Regions from separate parts of the Zea mays genome. Here region 1 is linked to region 2. The links are chromatin contacts, called in public Hi-C maps. All regions are on one chromosome and are shown on one strand. The core of a region is the stretch at or near the end of the contact, and the rest is flanking DNA. Distances in the headings are between cores, read along the strand shown.

The links. Hi-C and Micro-C count contacts between places; a contact is called where the count stands out from the background.
Region 1: a contact with region 2 is called in a Hi-C map of endosperm, with 4 times the contacts expected there. The contact joins the promoter of LOC103629697 here to the promoter of LOC100502196 in region 2. A contact is called at or near these places in 2 of 25 Hi-C or Micro-C datasets (bundle sheath and endosperm).

Annotation. Positions count from the first base shown.
Region 1 is chr6:105,778,637-105,783,609 of Zm-B73-REFERENCE-NAM-5.0, reverse strand. It overlaps LOC103629697 (ubiquitin-NEDD8-like protein RUB2), which reads left to right and starts at 2,864. Exons shown (of 3, transcript XM_008650808.4): 1 at 2,864-3,220; 2 at 4,325-4,584; 3 at 4,697-4,973. The coding sequence starts at 3,128. The coding sequence ends at 4,805. It overlaps LOC103631261 (phospholipase D Z), which reads right to left and starts at 2,394. Exons shown (of 7, transcript XR_004850231.1): 1 at 1,890-2,394; 2 at 1,485-1,689; 3 at 1,023-1,224; 4 at 723-916; 5 at 148-301; 6 at 1-21.
Region 2 is chr6:105,426,267-105,431,390 of Zm-B73-REFERENCE-NAM-5.0, reverse strand. LOC100502196 reads right to left here and starts at 1,952. Exons shown (of 3, transcript NM_001196673.1): 1 at 1,816-1,952; 2 at 1,343-1,746; 3 at 143-845. The coding sequence starts at 1,891. The coding sequence ends at 360. LOC100272962 reads right to left here. Exons shown (of 11, transcript NM_001147414.1): 6 at 4,868-4,991; 7 at 4,710-4,786; 8 at 4,556-4,608; 9 at 4,412-4,466; 10 at 3,731-3,912; 11 at 3,383-3,643. The coding sequence ends at 3,607.

The DNA.
Region 1 (4,973 bases), core at 1,615-4,114, 350 kb before region 2:
AAAAATTCCATTGAATATGCACTGCATAAGTACATATCACCATGAATATCAATGAGTTTACACTAAAAGTTAGTTTACAAAAGCATCGATACACTGAAGACTACGGACTAGCAATACCTAGATGTCTATAATGTGCTACAAAGTTACCTCAGGTGGCGCAAAGGAAAGGTAGCTCAAGTAGTGCTCCTGAGTAGGTTTCTTGTACCCAGGGGTTTCAAACGAAACATCAATCATTTCAGGATTTGCAAGAGCTGGATATCCATCTACATATGGGATGTCAACTGAAAGTGGTATGGGTGACCTGTTCGCACATTAAGAATAAATCTCTTTATTTGATCTAGCAAAAAAAGTCTAAAAGGAAAATACCATGCTTGAATATTTTTAAGGCATTTGACGGAGCCACAAGACAGGATTTAATAAGTAATTAGCAGCCACTGAATCATTATAAAGATGAGTGACAAAGGTATAAAGGATCGTATGTACCGAGCATTTTCAGAATCGAAGATGGATCAGCACTAAGATAAATGCAGACAATATAGGTTAATGGATAGGTTGTACATAATTTATTTCCCATCTATGTACCAGCCATTTTTTTTCCTTCAAAATTGTGTGCTTAGATTGTACATAATTTATTGCCATCTATGTACCAGCCATTTTTCCCCTTCAAATTTGTGCACTAAGTAGTAGATCGCTGCATGTGACCTGCAGAGGGAGATGCAAACCTGCATCTTTCTTTGGGCTGTAGGAAATGAGACCAGCATGGAACCTTTCTAGAAACTTGCCACTGCGTATCCCAGGCTTGTTTGGTGTAAAAAGTTGAGTTGAGGGTTGAAAGCGTCCACAGGTTTTGAAAATAGACCTCCACAGTTTTTGCTATCTGTGGGCAACCAGCAAAATAAATCCCAAGCTCCTTAACCTGCAATGCATGTAAAAGTAGTGCCACACAGGTTTACCAAATTGTTTTTTTTTCTCAACACCATACTGCAAATTTAGCAGAGCCTGTTTTTTTTTGTCGGATATACCTGAGTAAGGGATTTCCAGTCGTTGTTTGCGGAACCTATATACACATCCTTCTTATCTGATATCCAGACCTTTGCGTGCACAACACCAGATCCCCACCAGTCCTCGAAAAGAACGGTTGCGTTCTCAACATTTGGTCTTCCTGCAGCCAGGTCTGCGCTCTCTTGGTCAAAATCAGGAGCAAATCCAGAGTGCTGGACAATCCTGAAATGATACCACAGCTTGTCAATAGAGAAACGAAATCTCTACATGGACACACTGTTTAGTTATTTATAAATGTTTTGCTTGTTTGCTTTATCACTTCTCTTCTTTGTGATTCAATTGTGACACCAGTTTTTCTGTTGGCCGATAACTATATGTCAATGTTCCAACATACTCTACTACTATTCCAATCATCCTATGGTTAAGTAATAATCACCAACATTATAGAAACTGACAGTTCAAGTATGATACTCGATACTTGCCTGATTTTGATCTTACGGTCTGCAGCATTTTCCAGTGCCTTGTAAACCCGGCGGCCCTCATCGGCCCCGAATCTCCTCATGTCACTCTCGGAAAACCCGTAGTCCCCCGATTTCGGATTGTTCGGCTGGGGCAAGAACTGCCAGTACTGCGCAAGGATGTCCAGACTCTTCGTTGCATTCCCCGAGAGCCACTGGAGCACATCTCCTGAGGTCAGGACCCACAGAAATCAGCAGCCCAATGGATGGATATACGTAGTGACGGCTGCAAGAAGCATTAGTAATTTCACAAACCCACTACCACCATCACCAGCTATGTATCACCAATTCAGCATACGCCTACTCCCCATTCCCCAAACTGGCAAACCCCCATAGACGAGAGAGAGAGAGAGAGAGAGAGAGACGAACCCGTGGATAGGACCCCGGGGATGCGGCTCAGGTGCGGCATGTCCGTGGGGATGGACTGCACCAACCACGCCTTGCAGGTGTCCGCGCCGGCGTCCGCCAACGGCGCCCCCCGCAGCGCGGCGGCAGCGACGACGAGGAGGAGGAGCCGGCGGCGATGGAGGGAGGAGGGCATGGCTGGTATCGTCAGCCCAACTATGAGGGAGAGTGTGAAGTCGTGTGCAAGTGAACTCGAATCGGAGGGTCAAACCTGTTTATGTGATCAGTAATCATGCATGCCGCACGCCAAATTTTAAAATGACAATTACACCTGCCAAATTTAAATGGACAGATCAAAGATCCACCAGGTCAACGCACTGCGCCTGCACGGCTGTACCGGTTGATATATTTTGACAAGGTAACGGAGAAACGAAACGCGCCGCCATGGGCGGTGGATCCGTGGCCGAAGATGCCGCCTCCATTGCTCCGATTTTTTCGCTCCGTTCAAACGTGACGGATGTCCACTGTTCAGGCCAAGCATATTCTCTTCGTATGGATTGGATAGAGTGGGACCATTCGTTCAGCTTTCTCCGTCTACAGTACACTCCAGCCTACTATTACTACTACTATATTTGAGTGCAAGCAAATCTGTTCTTTTGTTTCCCCTACAAACCAGTGGACAAGCACCTGCGATATAGACTAGTACACTTAGGTGTATGGCTATTTAAAGTAATTGTATAATTAGAATAAAAGATATATGTATTTTTCTATAGTGAGTAATTGATATACATAGAAATAGAAACAAGTAGGATAGGGTTTGTTGAAATTGAGCGGGGTGATTTTACATCAGGCATGATCAGCCTAGTCTGCGATACCATTCGAAATTCCGGACAGCTGGGCCAATACAAGGCCCAAATAAGTCTTGTTTTACGGTCCACTACATCTGGCAGCCACGTGCCCATGACAGCTGAAAGGCACTCCCCCGAGTCCCCTGGCTTCGAATCGGAGATGGCACTGGGGCCCACATGCAGCGGCCGCAACCTGACACGGAGGACCTCGATGCGAACATGAACACCTCCAGGTGCAAATATGCAAAACAACCACACGCCCTCTTCGCTTCCTCATTCCTCAATCATCATATTCTTCTTTAATCAACACTGCGAGAGCCTCCCTCCTCGTTCGGTTCGGACTTTTGCTTCGGCGACTTCACGCGGTAGGCCACCGTAAACCCTAGCCCCAGACCGCGGGTCGTAGCCAACGAGATGCAGCTCTTCATCTTGACGCTGACGGGGAAGACCATCACGGTCGAGGTCGAGAGCAGCGACACCATCGATAATGTCAAGGCCAAGATCCAGGTCTGCCACCCCTCCCCTCCCCCTTGTTCACCTCTACGACTCCCGATTCGTAGCCGAATTGTGTCCTTCGTGATCGGTGATAACATCGGAGTAGTCGTGTTGATTGCTTCATCGATTTGGTAGTTCCTTTAGTGCGGTTCTTACCCTTTGCGGGGAAATAGATCTTGGGATAGTGTCTATTGGCTGAAGTATGAAGATTCTCCTCATAACTGGCGCTTATGGTAATTTTTTGCTGGTTGGTATCGTGCCGTGTACTGTCGACACTTAAGCCTTATTCGTTGTGATGAACAAACAAATTTAGGAAATTTAGTACCTATAAACTGTTATGTGGTTATGGAAGATGTAATATTTCCACAAGCACCTAGCATAGAATTCTTTTCATAATAAGAATGTAAAGAGTTGACCCCATACTAATACTGAGTATCACTATTTATGGCTTTTACTCCCTCATTGCCAAATTGTAAGTCGTTTTGAGTAGCACAAACTATGCACCTAGATCCTAGAAAAACCAAAACAAATTACAATTTGGAATGGAGGCCTCCATATTGCATCATGGTTGCTACTTAATTAAAGGCCAAGCCATCTTTTTTTGTAATACTTCGTTTTGTATACTATGTGACTTAGTTTAGGAAAACCATGACTTTGATCTTACTTGTAACCCGGTCCCATTGCGGAATAACATGTTTCTTATCCTCTGTTAGGATTTGCAAAGTAGCGAGATATTCCTTATTTTCGCTTATGTTTTTGGAGTGCAACTGCTGCTTAGATTCTCAAACACATTTTAGGAAATAAAAGCCGACTTTGAGTCATTTCTGGTGAACAAAAAATTGCCTAGTCAAAAACCTCAATCGGAGCTAGCTTTGGATAACATTGTCCATGCTCAAGTAAATTTTATTTGCTAACACTTGTCCATGTTCAATATTTGTATCCCACACCTTTGTCCATGTGTGATCATTTTTCATGTATCATTTGTTTTGCCAAGTGCATTTAAATGTGAATCAAATTCCAAAACTTGTGATAATCAATTTTAAGTAACACTGATTCAGAGACAGGTGAAAGAATGCCATTCTAACTCGGCAGGGTATCTGACTTTGTATTTTTCAGGACAAGGAGGGCATTTTGCCTGACCACCAGAGGCTGATTTTTGCTGGCAAGCAATTGGAGGATGGGAAAACTTTAGCTGATTACAACATTCAGAAGGAGTCAACACTCCCTTTGGTCTTGAGGCTCAAGGGTGGAACTATGATCAAGGTGAAGACACTAACTGGGAAGGAAATCGAGATTGACATCGAGCCCAATGACACAATTTATAGGATCAAGGAGCGTGTTGAGGAGAAAGAAGGCATCCCACCTATTCAGCAGAGGTACTCTACTTGCCCCCAAAATCTAAATGAATGTGAAACCTTTTTCTAAGCTCCAAATTCTTGTAATCTTTTTTAGCATTGTGTGGTCCTAATAAAAATGTTCCATGCATAGGCTCATTTATGCTGGGAAGCAACTTGCTGATGACAAAACTGCCAAGGATTACAACATTGAAGGTGGTTCAGTGCTCCATCTTGTTCTTGCTCTGAGGGGTGGTTGCTAGATTAAAAAGTTCTTGTAGTTTCTGCTTATGGTATCTGTTACATGGAGTTGTTTCAGAATTGAAGCCTTGTATTGGGTGGTTGATTGTACCATGTGATTAGCAGACTACTAGAGTCAGGTGTCATCTGTACTGTTTAAGAAATGCTTGAACTAGTTCATTCAGTTGTCA
Region 2 (5,124 bases), core at 703-3,202:
AAACCATAAAAAGCATCAGACCTGAAAGCTACATGAGCAGGAGGAACACACCCTGCCGCATAAACATCACAAGGAAAAAGCCCATCCAAAAACACACACACACACTCCCAACGATTAGCCCCCACACGCGAGGTTCGGGATTAGGGAATAAGTGATTGTCTGATAAGTGATAACAAGCAAGGAATATACCGTCTTTCTTTCCGCTGCTAAATTAAGAGGGTCTATGAAAACCCACACTTCATTAGTTGTCAAACAACTAGTGTCTGTGCCCTTTCTTTCCAAAGCTCAACACAGGCCCTGCTCAACCGTATTCGACAAGATTGTGCCTCCTCCTCACGGTCACGGCCTTTATCGCCGTATTAGCTGCTCCTCCTCACGGCCTTTATCGCCGTCCAGACCTTGTTCGACAGGCTGTGCCTCTTGCCCCGCAGATGGTCGACCATGGCGGCGGCGTTGGTGCAGCCGACCCTGCAGCGCTCGCACCACACGCAGCTGCTCCTCTGGACGACCTGGTGCGCCTCCCCGTCGACCAGGATCTGGATCCTCTTCGGCGCGTCGCTCGGGCCTGCTGCTACTGCTACTGCGCCATCGCCGCTTCTGTTAGGAGGAGGATCCGTCGTCGCCTTGGTCGCTCCGCATCGGGCCAGCTTTGCCCTGTGCTTTTTCCCTTGGAGGTGCTCGTTCAGGTTGGCCTCGCTGGTCGCGCTCACCTGGCAGATTGCGCAGCTCCATTGCCCGGAACTCGGGTCTTGTACTCCCGTTGGTTGTTGTTCAGTCGTTGTTGCGGAAATCGCAGCTGCTGCTTTCCTCTTCACGCCAGAAGCCTTTGTTGCTGATGAAAGAACCTGGAAACAGAAGGAAGAGTTAGTCAAGTCGGGCAGGAAGAAAAAGATCAAGGCGACAAGGAAGTTACTGCATAACTAGAAACTGAAATCCACATCACCACATGGAATAGTTTACTCGGTCTTCTCTGGTCCTCCATACAAGTTCACCAGATCAGATCTGTTATTTGGCTTCAGCGTTCAAGCTCCCATTTGATCTATGGGCAACGTTTCCTTCTAGATTGTAATCAGTTATTACAGAAAGTGACTACTACCATTGGCCTTTAAATGACAAGAAAAAAGCAAGCGCTTGCGCTTCTAAAGCGATCGAGAGTAAAACGGAAGTGCAATAAGAGATCAAACCAAAAAAAAGGAAAGAAATTTGAAAAGTGGTAATGCAGTAGCGCTAGGCGCCTTTAATGCCAAATGCCGAAAAGAATATGAACAACCAAAATGTCGAAGAAGAATACGAACAAGCAAGCAGCATGCATGGGCATTGAACGGCAATGGTGCTCCCTGACCTCGGAGCTCTCGCTGGGCGCGATCTCGCGCAGCCGGAGCGTATGCCTCGGCTTCGGCAGCAGGGACCACGTTCCCGTCTCACTGAGGAGCATCGGTTGCTCAAATCTCGCGAGCCGCCGAGGGCTGTCCCACGACATTGCCGGCGTCATCGATGGGCCGTCGGCCCTGGAGAACCGGCCTGGAGGTGGAGGTGGAGGCGGCACCGGCACGACGGAGCCGTCGGTCCCGAGGAACGGGGCGGGGCCAAAACCACCGTGGAGGCGGGCGCGCTCAAGGGCGAGCTCCAGGCGGACCTCCTCCTCGATGAGCCGGCGCTCCACCTCGCGTTTGATCCGCTCGCGCCGGGCCGCAGCCTCCCACTGCAACGGCGAGGGCGGCGGGTGGTCGCCGTGGAAGGGTCCGGCTGCGCGGGACCGGGGACTTTGAGATAGATGCTGCAAGTCTGGGGTCTCGATGGGAAGGGGGCGCTTACCTTGCTGTGCTGTGACGCGTCGATCGGGGGAAGGGCGGCGCTGCGTGCTGTTTCCTGCGCGGAAGCCGAACTCCATGGCTGCTGGGGGGTGGGGGACTGGCTCTGGCCGGCTGGGTTTTTGGGCCTTTGCCCTTTGGCTTTGGGGGACCGAGTGGAACTGTGCTCGAGCATTTTTATACCGGTGGCAGCAGCCAGGGGGACGCTGGGATGGGACCCGATCGGAACTGTGCCCGAGAGTTTTGCAATTATAGTTTCTTCCTACCACTCTACCAGATTATTATTCTCTAAAAATTGAAATGGATTTTGTTTATATTTTATTTCTTATTTTTTACCAATTAAAAGGACGGGTTTTGATTTAAAATATGAAAAATATTTATTTAATTTTTAACAAAAGTAAAAAATCATTAAATTTTAAAAAGGTACTTCATGACTTAAAGAGAACGAGACATAAACATATATCTCATATAATTCTAATCTGATAGCAAATATGTTTATTCATAAAGCGAATAAACTTGTTCATTTACATGAAGAAGAAGAATCAAGTTCATCAATAAGATAGCGGTATACGCCCAGTGCATGGTGGCGTACGACGGAAGGATGACCAGCGGCGATGCAAGAGAGAGATATGGGACGGTGGCAGCATCGAGAGCTTATTTAGAACTTCCTTGCTTCTTGTGTCATGGGAGTTGGCAAGAGTAAAAAAAAATGTCTTCTTTAAGAGATAGAGAATAAAAAAATAGAAATGGATAAAATAAAGCTACAATATTATCTTAGAGAAGTTTCATACTTATAATTACCATTTAAAAGTCTAAAAGTCACCTGAAGCTAGTACCGTACTATCTGTCTCAACTTACATGTCTTTGATCTTCTTGACACCAAATTTGATCGGCTCGTTTTATTCAAAATATTTATAAAAATATAGAAAAAATAATCTATAGTTAAAATAAATTATATGATAAACCAAATCATAATGAAAATAGTTAGTAATTATAAATTCTTTTTGAACAAGACAAGTCGGTCAAATATAGTGTCAAAAAAGTCAAACGATAGGAAAACTGGGACTGAGGAAGTACGAAGTGCAGTGCAGTGTGCCTGTGCGCTGCGTGAAATCGACTTTTTGAGCGGTGCTGCACTGCTCTAGCTGGTGCTGCCAGGGCAGTGTGCCTGTGCTGCCGCAGAGGCAGGCGCAGAAAAAGACGAAACCTGGAATCGATGGGTGGATGCATTGCTCAACCCCACACGCATTGACGCAAATAGCTCAATTAAATGGTGAAAGAAGAGCTCCAAAAACTAATGTACAAAAAATTCAAATAGCTCAAATAAATGGTAAAAGAAGAGCTGAATAGAGAAAATAAGAAGAGCTGAATAGAGAAAATGGTTGGAGAAAGGCTGAAAAGGGACCAAACATAAGGATTTAGGATGAAGAATCGATAGAGAAGGTGTCATCTATATCTATAGTTCCGCATCACCCTGCCCTACCGGAGACAGCGTGAGAGTCTAAGAGGGTAAAGGAGTGCAATTGTCAGCTCATGCAGTCATTCTGCTACGAGAGTAAGTACATGTAGATGACAAAACTCAAAAGGGGTCCGCTTGACCGGACAATAATTACTGTAACATCATTTCCACAAAAATGTACAGATAGGTGGTCAGGTAACCAAAAAATCACAACAGCGGGTTGTATTGAGGAACAGAGGGTGTCATCTATCGTACTCCCGTTTTACCCATGTCCAGCGTCAGGCCTATATGTACCAAGAGTCCAAGACTCCGAGAGCCATGCATGCCACGTCTTCGCTACACCTGCTTACCAGAGCCGTTCTCGTGGGCCCCACTGGTCATAAAAGGCTTGGTTAGCGTCCAAGGAAGATCGGTAGTGAAGAAAAAACAACGCTAGTTAACACAATCAGAGGTGACTCACTGGGTCTCACAGCACCCAGCGTCTCCAGCTGGTTCTGCACCGCTGGCGTCCTCGACCTGAGCAATCGGCTTCTTGAACTGCACCAGGATCATCGTCATGTTATCGCATCCCTCGCCGCCCATGGTCGACGGAGCCAGGCATCTATCGAGCACTCTCTCGCATACTGCCGAGAGGCTTTCCTCCTGCACTTCGTAACCTCTTTCCATGAGTAGGTTTTTTTTTATAAGAGGATGACCCCACTTATATTACTTTCATAACAGAAAAACAAAGTTCGAACCGCAACTTCTAGAAACGTAACAAGACCGAGGTGAAAGGATCTAACACCAAAAACAAGCAATGGGGCAGCTGGACGACAGTTTATCCAGATCTGTGGACAACCTGATTCAGGTATCCAACAGGAAAGCTAACCCACCATCACTGCAAGTATAAACAAGGAAAGCAAACAGTAACATGCCCAATCAGGAGGTAGAATGACAGAGACAGACCCGTAACATGCCCACGCAGGAGCATCAGGATCACATCACCAACCATACAAAAGGACGCAGTTCATTCAGTTTCCAGAAAGCATATGGCCAGGACAGCATCAGCATGAGCAATTGCCAAAGAAAGCCCCAAGGCAATCCGAAGATGGTGCTTACGATTTTCGAAAGGGCAGATAGTGTTAAACTGCTTGGTACTTACTGTGTCTATATGCTCGCGGATGAAATCGACCAACTGCTGGCTTGACATGCAGTCCCTAATAACCCAGAGGATACTGCTGTTACTTCTGACAAAAGCAATAATCATGTTGAAGCAAGAACCCCTTGTTATCAGGGAGAAATTTACCAGATGCCATCGCATGCCAAAACAATGAATTCGTCGTCATCACATAGCTCGACCTGCACGAAAGAACAAAGTCAGAATAACAGTCAACAAGAAGGGAACGCTAACTCGGTAAACTGCATAGCAGGGGTGCGAGACAGCTGCAGAATTTGCTCACAATGTTTATGTCGGGGTTCGCAGTCAGGATTTGCTTATCGGGGGGCAAGAACTTGTTTTGTTTGAACTTCATGTCTCCTGAAAAGGCATTTGGCATATGCAAGCAAGACCATCAGGTAAGGTGTCAGGTACGAACGAGAAGAAGCGAGTGAAGAATACCGATAGCTCTTGACAAGTTTAGATTTCCATTTACACGCCCCATTAGAACGAAACCGCCTGCACTCCGTATCCTCTCTCTCTCTGCCTCGAGCTCTGGTTTATGGTCTCTAGACAAATTGTATGCCTGTGTTTTGTGGAAGAAGTGAAAAAAATGAGAGGATCACACGTGAACTTTATTTCGAAATATAGCACAACCTTTGTACCGTGTTGTTTTTAGTGCAACTGCTAGTCGGGTGGTAACCCCTCCTATTTCCTCA